2 separate regions of the Mus musculus genome follow, and region 2 is linked to region 1. The links are chromatin contacts, called in public promoter capture Hi-C maps. All regions are on one chromosome and are shown on one strand. The core of a region is the stretch at or near the end of the contact, and the rest is flanking DNA. Distances in the headings are between cores, read along the strand shown. Region 1 overlaps Tango2 (transport and golgi organization 2). Region 2 overlaps Txnrd2 (thioredoxin reductase 2).

Region 1 (5,376 bases), core at 1,646-4,145:
CTTCTCGGGACACTCAGCATATGGAACCAAGGCCCATCCATGTAGCTTCATTTTACCTTAATCACTTCTTTGAAGTTCTGTCTCCAAAGAGAGTTGTATTCTGATATACTGGCAGTCAGAATTTTTATTTTTTTTTTTTTGGTTTTTGATATAGGGTCAGTCTGTACCTCTTGCTGTCCTAGAACTCGTAAAGAGCCACCTGGCTCTAGTTCTGGCATGCTGGGATTAAAGGTCTGCACTACTACACCCATCTGTAGTTAGAATGTTTTTTTCTGATTTTTTTAAAAAAAGATTTTCTTCATTTTATATGTGAGTACACTGTAGCTGTCTTCAGACACTCCAGAAGAGGGCATCAGATCCCATTACAGATGGCTGTGAGCCACCGAGTGGTTGTTGGGAAGTGAACTCATGATCTCTGGAAGAACAGTCAGTCTCTTAACTGATGAGCCATCTTTCCAGCTTCTGCAGTTAGAATTTAAAGGTAGGAACCTGGACATATTCTACCCATAACATCCTGTGGTTGTATGTAGCTATCTAGTTACTTCTTTATTGCTGTGATAAAACATCACCACCAGAACAACTTATAAAAGAAAGTGTTTAATTCGGGGCTCACAGCTTCAGAGAGCGAGAATCCATGATGGCCAAGCCAAGGTGTGCTGGCAGGAACATTAAGACCTCACAACTTAATCCACAAGTCAGACGCAGAAACGAGTTACTGGGAGTGGCTCAAGTCTTTTGAAACCTCAAATCTCATCCCCTGGGACACACCTCTTCTAAGGGAACAAACCTAAGGAGACTTTTCTCCCACTTCACAAGCCATCTGTAACAGCCATAGGTAAGACCTGAGGACCAAGCCTGGCTTTATGTTCAATCTTTTTTTTTTTTTTCCTCAGAGTTTCATGTCGCCCACATTGGCCTTGAACTCTTCCTGATCCTCCTGCTTGCCTCCCCACTGCTGTGAATACCGGTGTGAGCCATCTGGTTTCCAATTGTTATTTAAGGCTCAGGTCTTCTAAGTCTGTTTTTTAATTATCCTATTATTGATTGGGTCAAGACTGGTCTCCAGGGTCTCAGACTAACTAAGTGTACAGGTGTTGTGCAGTGAGGCCCAGGTGGTGACTGGTGAATGTCACCGATTGCCCCTATAGACCAGGATTGCTGAAGCAGAGTCTTCCAGCAGGGCTGAGGTGGGTGGACCCTGCCACATGTACAGCCTCGACTACTCTCCTGTGAGAGAGGAATAGGTGAACTTCAGTCACCCAAAGCTGGACAAAGATTTCAGACCAGGTCTCAGTGTGGATCTCTTAACAGCTCAGCATAATTGAAAGGTGTACAGGGTAACCCCCGGGAACAGGAAGGTAGCAGTGTTGCCTTTGTTGCTGTGTGTCATCCTCTTCCTCCTTCCCATCTACCTAGTCCTGCCTGAGCCCACTGTGTGCAGTCATAATTGGCTCACATAGGACTTTACTACCTACTGTATGTGATGTATACTTGCCAATTTCTTTCTTTCTTTCCTTCCTTCCTTTTTTAAATTTATTGCATGCATGCTTTGCTGCATGTACACCTGAATGCCAGAAGAAGGTATTAGATCCCCTTATACCACCATGCGAGCCACCATGTGGTTGCTGGGAATTGGGAGAGCTGACAGTGCTCTTAACCACTGAGCCATCTCACTAGACCCCACTTGCCAATTTCTTATCTTTCTTTCTTCCTGTTTTAATTTTACCTGCAGGTGGTCTTCAAGGAATAAACCATCAAGTAGGCTCCGGCCAAACCCAGGATTCACACATCACCCAAGACTACGGAACTGTTAGGCCGTGTCACCCCAAACGGAAACACAACTTTGCTTTTGCTGGTGTGGGTAAGTTTGCATGAATGTTAGGCCGTGTCACCCCAAACGGAAACACAACTTTGCTTTTGCTGGTGTGGGGAAGTTTGCATGAATGTTAGGCCATGTCACCCCAAACGGAAACACAACTTTGCTTTTGCTGGTGCGGGGAAGTTTGCATGAATGTAAGGGGTAAGGGCTGAGGAGAGCAAGGAGGGGCCATGCCACTTCCCAGCTTATCGAGTGAAGGCTCACAGCCACCCTTTACTGCCTGCGCTGTAGAAATGAAGCTCAACTCTGCTGCTGGTGCAGTTAGGTTTTAACAGAAGGCACCGGAGACACACTCGCTGCTTTCACAGGTAGGAGGCTCCTGAGACCTGTGCTCCCCAGGTCTTAGCTCCCACAATGCACAATATAAGCAGCACCAATGGGTAGGCACCTTCACCTAGCACCTGTTCTGTGACCAATGTCATAGCTTTAGGTACTTTAGACAGCAGACTCCAGAAAGATCTAGCAGGATAATACCTGAAGAATATTTTGGCCATTAAGGAGTCACAACTGTGCCATCCATGGACACACATACCCCCTCCCCTTTTAATTGTATGTGTATGGCTGTTTTGTCTATATATATATTTGTGTATCCCTGGAGTGCCTGGCATCTGTGGAGGCCAAAAGAAGGCACTGGATTCCCTGGAACTCAAGTTACACACAGTTGTGAGAACCATGTGGGTCCTGATAACAACCCCAGCTCTCTGGAAGAGCAGCAAGCTACCTCTCCAGTAGCCTCACTGAGGATTATAGTATGAGAACGACAGATAGGCGCTGCTCCGTGCAAACAGTATAGTGGTTGCTTCTCACATCCAGTCTTTGGGAATTCATTACTTTGTTCAGCTCTCCCCAGATAGCCTGTGATGTGACTAACTGTTTATCATTTTCCTTGTAGGATTCCACTAACTCCCTTTAACTCTTCTGCCAGAAAACTAGAATCACCTCCTCTAGCCTGATCCAGCTCTGTTGCCTGCCCTCTGTAGAAGAGGAAATGCTGAGTCCCTACATCCTATTCCCTAGACTGAAATGAGGGAACCCAGCCACTGTGCCAGGCATTCCACAAAGTGACTCAACAGGAGGATCTCACTGAAACTACTTTGTTTCTGGAACACATCCTAAGATTTTGAAAATGTTCCAGACAAACGTAAGAGAGGAGTTCCACAGTCCATTTCCAGTTGTGGGCTAAATTTCTGCCTTGTGCTCTACATGGACAAACAAATGCTGGCACATGCTAAAGAACCAAGGGGCTGCCCTGCGTGTAACTGGCACTAGAAGAGCAGGGAGGGCTGGCCCCTAGTTCCCTTCTCTGCCTACTGTTTCCCATGTCCTTGGCTGGTACTCAGCTACTCCAGCTAAAACCCATGGATGCTTTCCTCAATCTGCCACCAGCCAGACACCTCACCCAACCCAACCCAGCAGCGCCCCTCTCTGTCACCACTACTCCAGCTCTGCAGATGTGACCCTAATCACAGGCCACAGAACTTCGCCTCATCCCTCTGTCTCGCCACACCTGCACATTAGCTCTGAGCCCTTGCTCTAGGGTGGGCTCCTCCCAGCACCCCATGCTAAGCAGACACTGTCCAAGACAGCCGGACCAGGCTTGTACAGGATGTCTCCAGGCAACCAGAAGTCAAGACTCAGTTACTCAGAGGACACACACCCAGCAGCCTGCCATTGTCTCCTGCATATATGGCACCCCAGGGGTGAGGAACAGCCGTGGACCTCAGGCCTGGAGCAGCCTGGCGGAGGCAGAACAAGGGCATTCATTACCTGTATGCATTTTTGGAAACAGGACGAGGATCAAACTTAAAGAAGATGATGCACATGGGTTGCAAGGGTGGCTTTGCTCACACGGTCACAAGGTCTGTGGGAAAAGGAGAACAATGAGCTGTGAACAGCAGAGTCAGAGGGCTTTTCGGATGTCTCTCTCCATCAGTGAGTGGGGCTGGACTGGTGAGCACCAGATGCTTGGTGACATAATAGACATCTCCCCTCACCTGGGCCCACCAGCATCAGCTTGTAAGTCCACCGCCATGACACTCCCTTACCCTGGACATGCTACATGGGAGTGGTGAGTGGGTGCTGGAAGGGGCAGCAGCAGCGATAGGAACCACACACGTAAGGCTGGAGTGAAGGAGTAGCAAGTCCTCTCCCCAGCAGTCGCACCAAGTACTGCCCATGAGCCACAGAGGGAGACACCTTCATCTCAGCTCATGGTGCCCAAGGCCAGGCATCAGGGCCCACTCACTGGGGATGATCTGTGACCCATGTCCCCTCAGGCCTTTACCTAACACACACGCCCACCCCAAAGGACCTAATGGTTCTTCGTACCCACATTAGTAGGCAGAAACCAGTGCCAAGCACATGCACACACACCTGGGTGCTGAGGAAACACAGACGAAGTACACAGTCCCTTGGGGCAAGGACCCCATGTCCCAGAGCCTCTGGGGCCCAGAAGGCATTCCCCTATTTTCTGGTCCTGAGATCAGAGCTAATCTCTATGCATCAGCTCTGGAACGGAGACCCGAAGATCCCTGAACCGTACATAAACGCAATGATTTAGTGTCATATTCCGGGACACAGCTAATGCCTGCAGCTGAAACCTGGGACAGCCAAGCAACTGTTCCAGTACTGAGGGAGCCAAGCAGTAAATGGAGGGGTAGATGTGCGTTTGCTGAGGTGCCTAAGTACAGGAGTATTATGTCACTTTGTATCTCTGGCCATGTGTACTTGTGCATGGTGTTTGTAAGTCATTTGACTCTGTCTTCGTGAGCACGTGTATGTCCAGAGGAGACCACCATGTCACAAATAGAAGCCTCAGAGGTCAGGGTAGCTGGTGTCCTATCTTTGGAGGTCCTAGGGCTCAGGTCAGGTTGTGTTCACTCTCAGGTTTGGAGAGGGTTTGTGCAGTGGCCTTGGTCCTAGTTGGTGCACACATAAAGATGGGCCTGTGGGTCAGGCCCTTGATAGCCCTCCTTTGCAGCACAATACACCTAGAACCCAGCCTATTCTCTACTCCAGGGCCCTAGGTGAGGGCCTTCAAAGTCTCCCTGAGGCACATCAGCAGAAAGCATGGGGTTGGAGACCTAAAGACAGCTGTCACTCACTTCTTCAGGAATCCTAACAGCCACTACAGCCTTGGAAGAAGCCCCAGCTCCAGGGATACCAAGGGTATCACTGTGACAGACACTGGCAATTCTAATTCTTGGGTCTATGAAATTAAGCTTCTTCAGACTGCCACCAAAGCAGTGCCTGCACTACCGTGGTAAGGAGGCTCAGGACAGTCTGTCACGGCTACATCTTGCCTTAGAGCCCTGGGGAAGCTAGCAGCCTCAGCAATCTGTGACAGTGCCACAACATCTGTCCCAGAGTAGCTGGCAAATTGGGGCTTAGAGTTCAGCAATCTCCAGAAAGGCATAAAGTCAAAGCCACATAAAAGACCTACCCTAGAACTAGGCTGAGACAAATGCTCTCGGGGTAAGGGAGGACTATACCCACAG
Region 2 (5,511 bases), core at 1,773-4,272, 140 kb after region 1:
GAGGGGCTGCACTAAGTAAATGGGTTACTTTCCCCCAGAACTAAGTACATGATTAAACAAATACGAGAGCTGGCTAGTGACCCTCACCTGTAAACCCTGCACTTTGAGGCAGAAAGACTACCATGAATCCAAGGGGAGCATGAGCTAGATGAGAGTTTGGGGCCAGCCTGGGCTACCCCACATATCACCCCTTCCAAAAAAGAATAAAAGGCTAGGGATGTGACTTAGTTGGTAGAGTGCTTGCGTACCAAGCATAGACCCCTAGATGCAGGCTTCCGCTTCATATAAACTGGTATAAACAGGCACATTCCTGTAATCCCAGCACTGGGATGGCAGGCAGGAGAATCAGTTCACGATCATCTTCAGCTACATAGGGAGTTGCAGACCTGCTCGGTTTATACGAAACCCTTTCTACAGAAAGAACCCATGAGCACAGATAAGGAAAAAGAAGATCAATTTAAAAAACACACAGCTTCAATGGATCAGGCAAGCAACAGGCCAGGCTCAGCACATTTGAGTACCACCAGGGCCTCATGGGACAGTTGCCTAGACTCTCCACACAGGCCTTTGTGGCTGTCAGGCTGTCTCAAGGTCACCTTGTACACTTCTCTGTCCAACCCTGTGCCACCTGGTGTGGCCACATCAGTCTGGATCACAGCGCCTCATTCGCCCTCCCTGTTCCTGCTGGCACTTAAATCTCACCTCATTTCACGGATTGCCCTTCCCTGGTGGGAACATGTGCTGTAGGCAGGCATGAAATTGGAGGGCATGCTCGTTTAACTAGCGTGGATCAGAGAGGCGCAGGGTGCCGCTTGTGGCCTTCCACCTGCACGGCCTTTATCCTGCAGAGTAAGTGGTAAAGACTGATGGCTGCCTTAGGCATTTGGCCTGCCGCCCTCTAGCCACTCCTTGGGGGTAGGGTCAACTATTAAGGAGGGATGGTGGCAGACCCTGTGTGTGTGTGTGTGTGTGTGTGTGTGTGTGTGTGTGTGTGTGTTGGGGGGGGTGTTGTAGAAGAGTCAGCCAGAGTTGAGTTGAGCTCTCTCCTTGTAGAAGGAGTGGCAGAGCATCATATATTGATTCCATGTGAAGAAAGGCAACAAATAGGCAAAGGCAGGGATTGGCAGTTCACAAGAAAGAAAGAAAGAAAGAAAGAAAGAAAGAGAGAGAGAGAGAGAGAGAGAGAAAGCGAGAGAACAAATGCTATTAAGAAACCAGAGGCATAAAACAGCTTTATTATTCAAAGAAGTGCAAAATAAAAAGGAGGCCAGAGTGTTAAAAGCAAAGCAAACCAGCAAGCACTTGCCACGAGCCAGGAAGCCCCACCCTCCCGGCTCGCTTCCCTTCTTCTGAGGGTCAGCACTGAGAAACCAATGGCATGCGATTGGCCAGGTCTCTTTCCTGGTGGAGCCCAGGCAGTTTAGCACATCGAGAAACAAATGTTCAAGAGTATGTTGCCGCCACCACACTTACTCTAGAGCTGAGGCTCTGGGCACAGCAGGGTCTGGAGACCAGGCGCTGAGCACAGTGCAGAGGGACAGACAGCCACCATTTAGCATCACCTGAGCACAGCTGTTGTGCTTGCTTCTCATTTTATGAGCATGTCACGGGGTCTGGAGCACCTAGAGTCAGCTGCTTAGGTGGATGGTCCCTGGATTGTCACCTGCACCTGTTTTCTACTTTCCTTGGGTTCCAGACCTGAGCTGAAGAGGCGCCTACAACTCTGGTGGGCCCTCAGTGTCAGCAGGGAGATTGGACTCAGCTCTGATCACAAGGGAGAGAGCAGAGCTTGAGGGAACTGTGGGGCTATGACCTAGGTCATGCCCACAGGGCACAGACCACAGACCCTGCTCCCTGGTCTGTGCCCTGGCTTCAGAGTTTGTCTCAGCCCCAGTGAATGGCTCCACAATATAGGATGCCTAGTGAGGGAGGCTTCTCTGGCTTCGGGGCCCACACCATGCTGATAACAGCTTTCTCAGTATAGCCATGGTCCTTCCCTCCCTTCTTCTACTATCCATTCCAGAAGCAGTAACAAACCATCTTAGCCAAGTTCTTTGCCATACTGAGTTTCTCCTCTCTCTAGTCAGCCAGACATTTGTTCCTCATACTGCAGACTTGACTCAGCTTACATGCCTGTGTACTTCCCAAATGTATAAACACATCATGTTCTAAGAAATCTTGGCTTTGCAATAGACCATGAAGGGCACTTAGTTTCTCCCCTACCTTCTCTCCTGGTACTACTTTCAGATGTATGTATAGTGTATCCCACCCAGCCTTCCTGGAAGATTATCCCAGTGCTAAAAAATTTCTCTGGCACGGTGGCACCAAGGCTGTTGTAATGCTATGGCAAGGTCTATGGAAATAAACCTGTTTAGAGGCACAGACCTGCTCTGCTACAGTTGCCTGTAGCATTCAGGTAGTGAATGTTGTATGCAATTGTAGCCTGTACCACAGAGGTCTTCCTGTGAGGTAGTCTAGAGTGTATAGGTTTGTGTAAGAATACTCATTCTTCACACAATGACAAACAACTCAGTGACACGTTTATCAAATGAATCTTTGTCATTAAGCATCATTTAATTGTATTTTTATTTCCGTAAGGATCTTGGTACAGAGCTTCTTTGGCATCTGCAAGAGCAGTAGTTACCATAGTTACCACAAGGAACACAAAGAGATGCTCTTGGCCTCACAGGATCAGGTGGGCATATGTGTAGGAAGATCATGAACAATGTGGTCAGAATCAAGAGCAGCCTAACAGTGTTTCCCTTGACCACTCCAGCTCCAGCAGTGACTGAGCAAGCTGGACCCAGCAGCTGGAGAAGGGACCCGAGGATTGAACCTCAGGCCCCTAAGCTCCTGAGCCTTTACCTCCTCCTATGCACTCCATCCCTACCCATGGCCCAGCTCCTTCCTCTGATGTGGCCCCCCCACTGCCTGAGTCTAGGCTGATCCCCATGGTGCCTGCTTGCCCACACCCAGTTCCTGTGGCTGAGTAGTGCCAAGAGGCTGGAGCCAAGCCCAAGCCAACTATAGCAGCCAGGCTTAGCCGAGTCTCTGTGTTTTGACTTCCCCATCCAGCATAACAGCTGGAGACTTAAAGATTCATCTGCCAGATGTTTAGGTGGGCGCCACCCACTTCCTGGACTGAAGTCTAGCTTGTCCCAGATACCAAAAACTGTGGGAACTATGCCTTTGATGCCAAATCACCTCTGTCAGTGGGGAATTGTCTTGAGCTCCTGAGAGGCATAAGCGGTCTGGCTCTGGGGGACTTGCTCAGGGGCCACAGTTATCTGAATCCAAGGCAAAGAGGACCTCCCCGACAGCTGAGCTATGACGAAGCTCACACGCTACCCTTCCTGAAGGCTCAGAACTGTGTAGAGCATGAGGAGACAGATACACTGACACCAAGAGGAACAAGCCTGTCCCTTCCCTGTCCTGGACTTTGTTCCCAAAAGCTGAAGCTGAGGGTGCATGTTCGGTTCACACACTGTCTGAAAACCCATCTGCTTTCAGCTGTGATCAGTGTGCTGGACAGCTACAGGGGTGTGTAGGAGAGGGCAAATTGAGACCTGTGCTCTGAGACCAGCCTTACTTATTCAGCACCACAACTGGCTCCTGGTGAGGGAGTGACAAGCCTACTCTGAGGGTCTGGCAGGGCATGGATTACCTTGTTCTCCCTGTTGGCCCCGGTCAGCATGCTCCTCGCACGGCTCATGTTGCAGGCTATCCGGTGAGTTCTGGACACTCGGGGCCTAGTCTGTCCATGCAGAGAGATAGTCTGTTAGTGGGAGGTGACACTTGGAGCCTGTCTGAAGGAGGCTTGCAGGGGAGACAGGAAGGATCAAATACTTTCCAAGAGTCCTGGCATTTGGGGAAGTGTAAGAATGACCTCCCATGTGAGGAAGTACCAGCCAGTTAGCTCACATGAGGCCTGCATGGACCCAGATACCCTACAATTTATACAGATAGGACAGCCACCTCCCTGGGGTCACCCCAGACAGTGGTGTCTTCCCTTTGAGACATGTTGCCTTTTTTGGTTTTTCGAGACAGGGTTTAGCCCTGGCTGTCCTGGAACTCACTTTGTAGACCAGGCTGGCCTCAAACTCAGAAATCCGCCTGTCTTGCCTCCCGAGTGCTGGGATTAAAGGCATGCGCCACCATGCCCGGCTTCTGGGGGACTCTTGTATCATGCTTTGCTGTGTCCTTTGCAACTCGATGGAGCCTGGCTCCCTCTGTGGTTGGAAGGCCTTGGATAGCCCAGGCTGAAACCAGGGCCACTCCAGGGCTCTTTGTGCTTCAATACTTGTTTTGAGGTCAAAACTACATATTTTGGAAGAGAAGAAACCATGACTTTCCAGTACAAATTTGACATTACAGGATGTTAACAGTCTTCTTGGAAAGGTGCATAGATATCTATGTAAGTTCCATGTTAAGAGCGAATCCGCACCGTGAACATGAACATTCCCTGTGTCCTCAGAGCCGTTGGCCTGTGTGTGCATCTGAGGGTTTCCACAGCTCTGGAGTCACTGAGGGTACATTAGTGCTGGCCACGGAACCTTGGACATGTAAAGCAGGTGCTCTGCCACAGTTCATTCGTTGCCATTTTTGAGACAGGGTCTCATGTAGCCCAGGATGGTTCAAACATTCTGAATAGCCAAGGATGACCTTGGCCTTCTGGTTCCACAGCCTGCTGCGGGGATTGAACCCAGTACTTCACTCGTGCTGGACACTCTACCGACTGAGCACATACGTACGGTGCTTGCTTGTGGCCGAGTGACAGCGTAGCAGCTTGGTACCTAACACTGATTCACAGTCGGTCTTGGGAGTCACCTAGACATGGGCCAAGTGCACGAAGGGTGGGGGAGACTTTGTGCAGATGTGGGTTTCTGGGGTTCCCAAACTGTCCCCCAAAGATGCTGAGAGAACTGTAGTGATCCTGTCATTGGCTCTCACAGCCTGTTGCTTCGTTTATTTAAAATTGTTTGTGGTTTTTGGAATTTTTTCCTTGTGTTAGTATCTCTTTTGAATATATAAACCATGTATAAACCAAACAAACAAACAAAAAGTGTCAAAGGATGTGTTTAGACTAGTATTTTCACCTCCATCCCACTGTCTTCTCTTTCTTTTGTTTGTTTTGCCTTTTTGAGACAGGGTCTTGCAATATAGCATTGGCTGACCTAGAACCTACTCTGCAGTTACCTGAGTACTGTGGTGGTAGCCATGTCTCACCATGACTGACCTCTTACCCTCTTTATAGGATACCGCTTTTAATCTTCTTATTGATTTATTTGACAGACGTGTGTGTGTGTGTGTGTGCACTTGTATGTAGGTGCACCCTGTTTTCACAAGGGGACACTTGCGTGCCCTGCTCAAGGCCCCCTCAGTTAACATCAGGGGCTCCCCTTGTCATCAACATCAGAGAAATTCAAGCACATAGTTCTCAGGGGCTCACGGTGGTCCCAGATACAGAAGAAAGACAGGGCTCTGCACAGAAGGACTGGTGACCCAGGCAGC

Evidence for each region. Capture Hi-C pulls out chosen DNA fragments and counts their contacts.
Region 2: a contact with region 1 is called in a promoter capture Hi-C map of adipose tissue. The contact joins two enhancer-like sites. A contact is called at or near these places in 6 of 39 promoter capture datasets (embryonic stem cells, hippocampal neurons, liver and 1 more), 2 of 115 datasets of contacts at active chromatin or transcription factors (embryonic stem cells and large pre-B cells) and 4 of 9 other capture datasets (adipose tissue, embryonic stem cells, liver and 1 more).

The regions. Positions count from the first base shown.
Region 1 is chr16:18,320,711-18,326,086 of GRCm38.p6, forward strand. Tango2 (transport and golgi organization 2) reads right to left here. Exons shown (of 9, transcript NM_001359109.1): 2 at 3,647-3,740. The coding sequence starts at 3,702. Among named protein-coding and RNA genes, the nearest start is that of Mir185, 4.1 kb to the right of the region's middle. Within about 2 kb of position 2,896, at least 40 of the 459 cell types and tissues checked have an H3K27ac peak or open chromatin away from gene starts, as enhancers often do. A contact at or near this core is called in adipose tissue, where this site is marked.
Region 2 is chr16:18,461,414-18,466,924 of GRCm38.p6, forward strand. The region is part of intron 11 of Txnrd2 (thioredoxin reductase 2); the gene reads left to right. Among named protein-coding and RNA genes, the nearest start is that of Gnb1l, 35 kb to the right of the region's middle. Within about 2 kb of position 3,023, at least 37 of the 459 cell types and tissues checked have an H3K27ac peak or open chromatin away from gene starts, as enhancers often do. A contact at or near this core is called in adipose tissue, where this site is marked.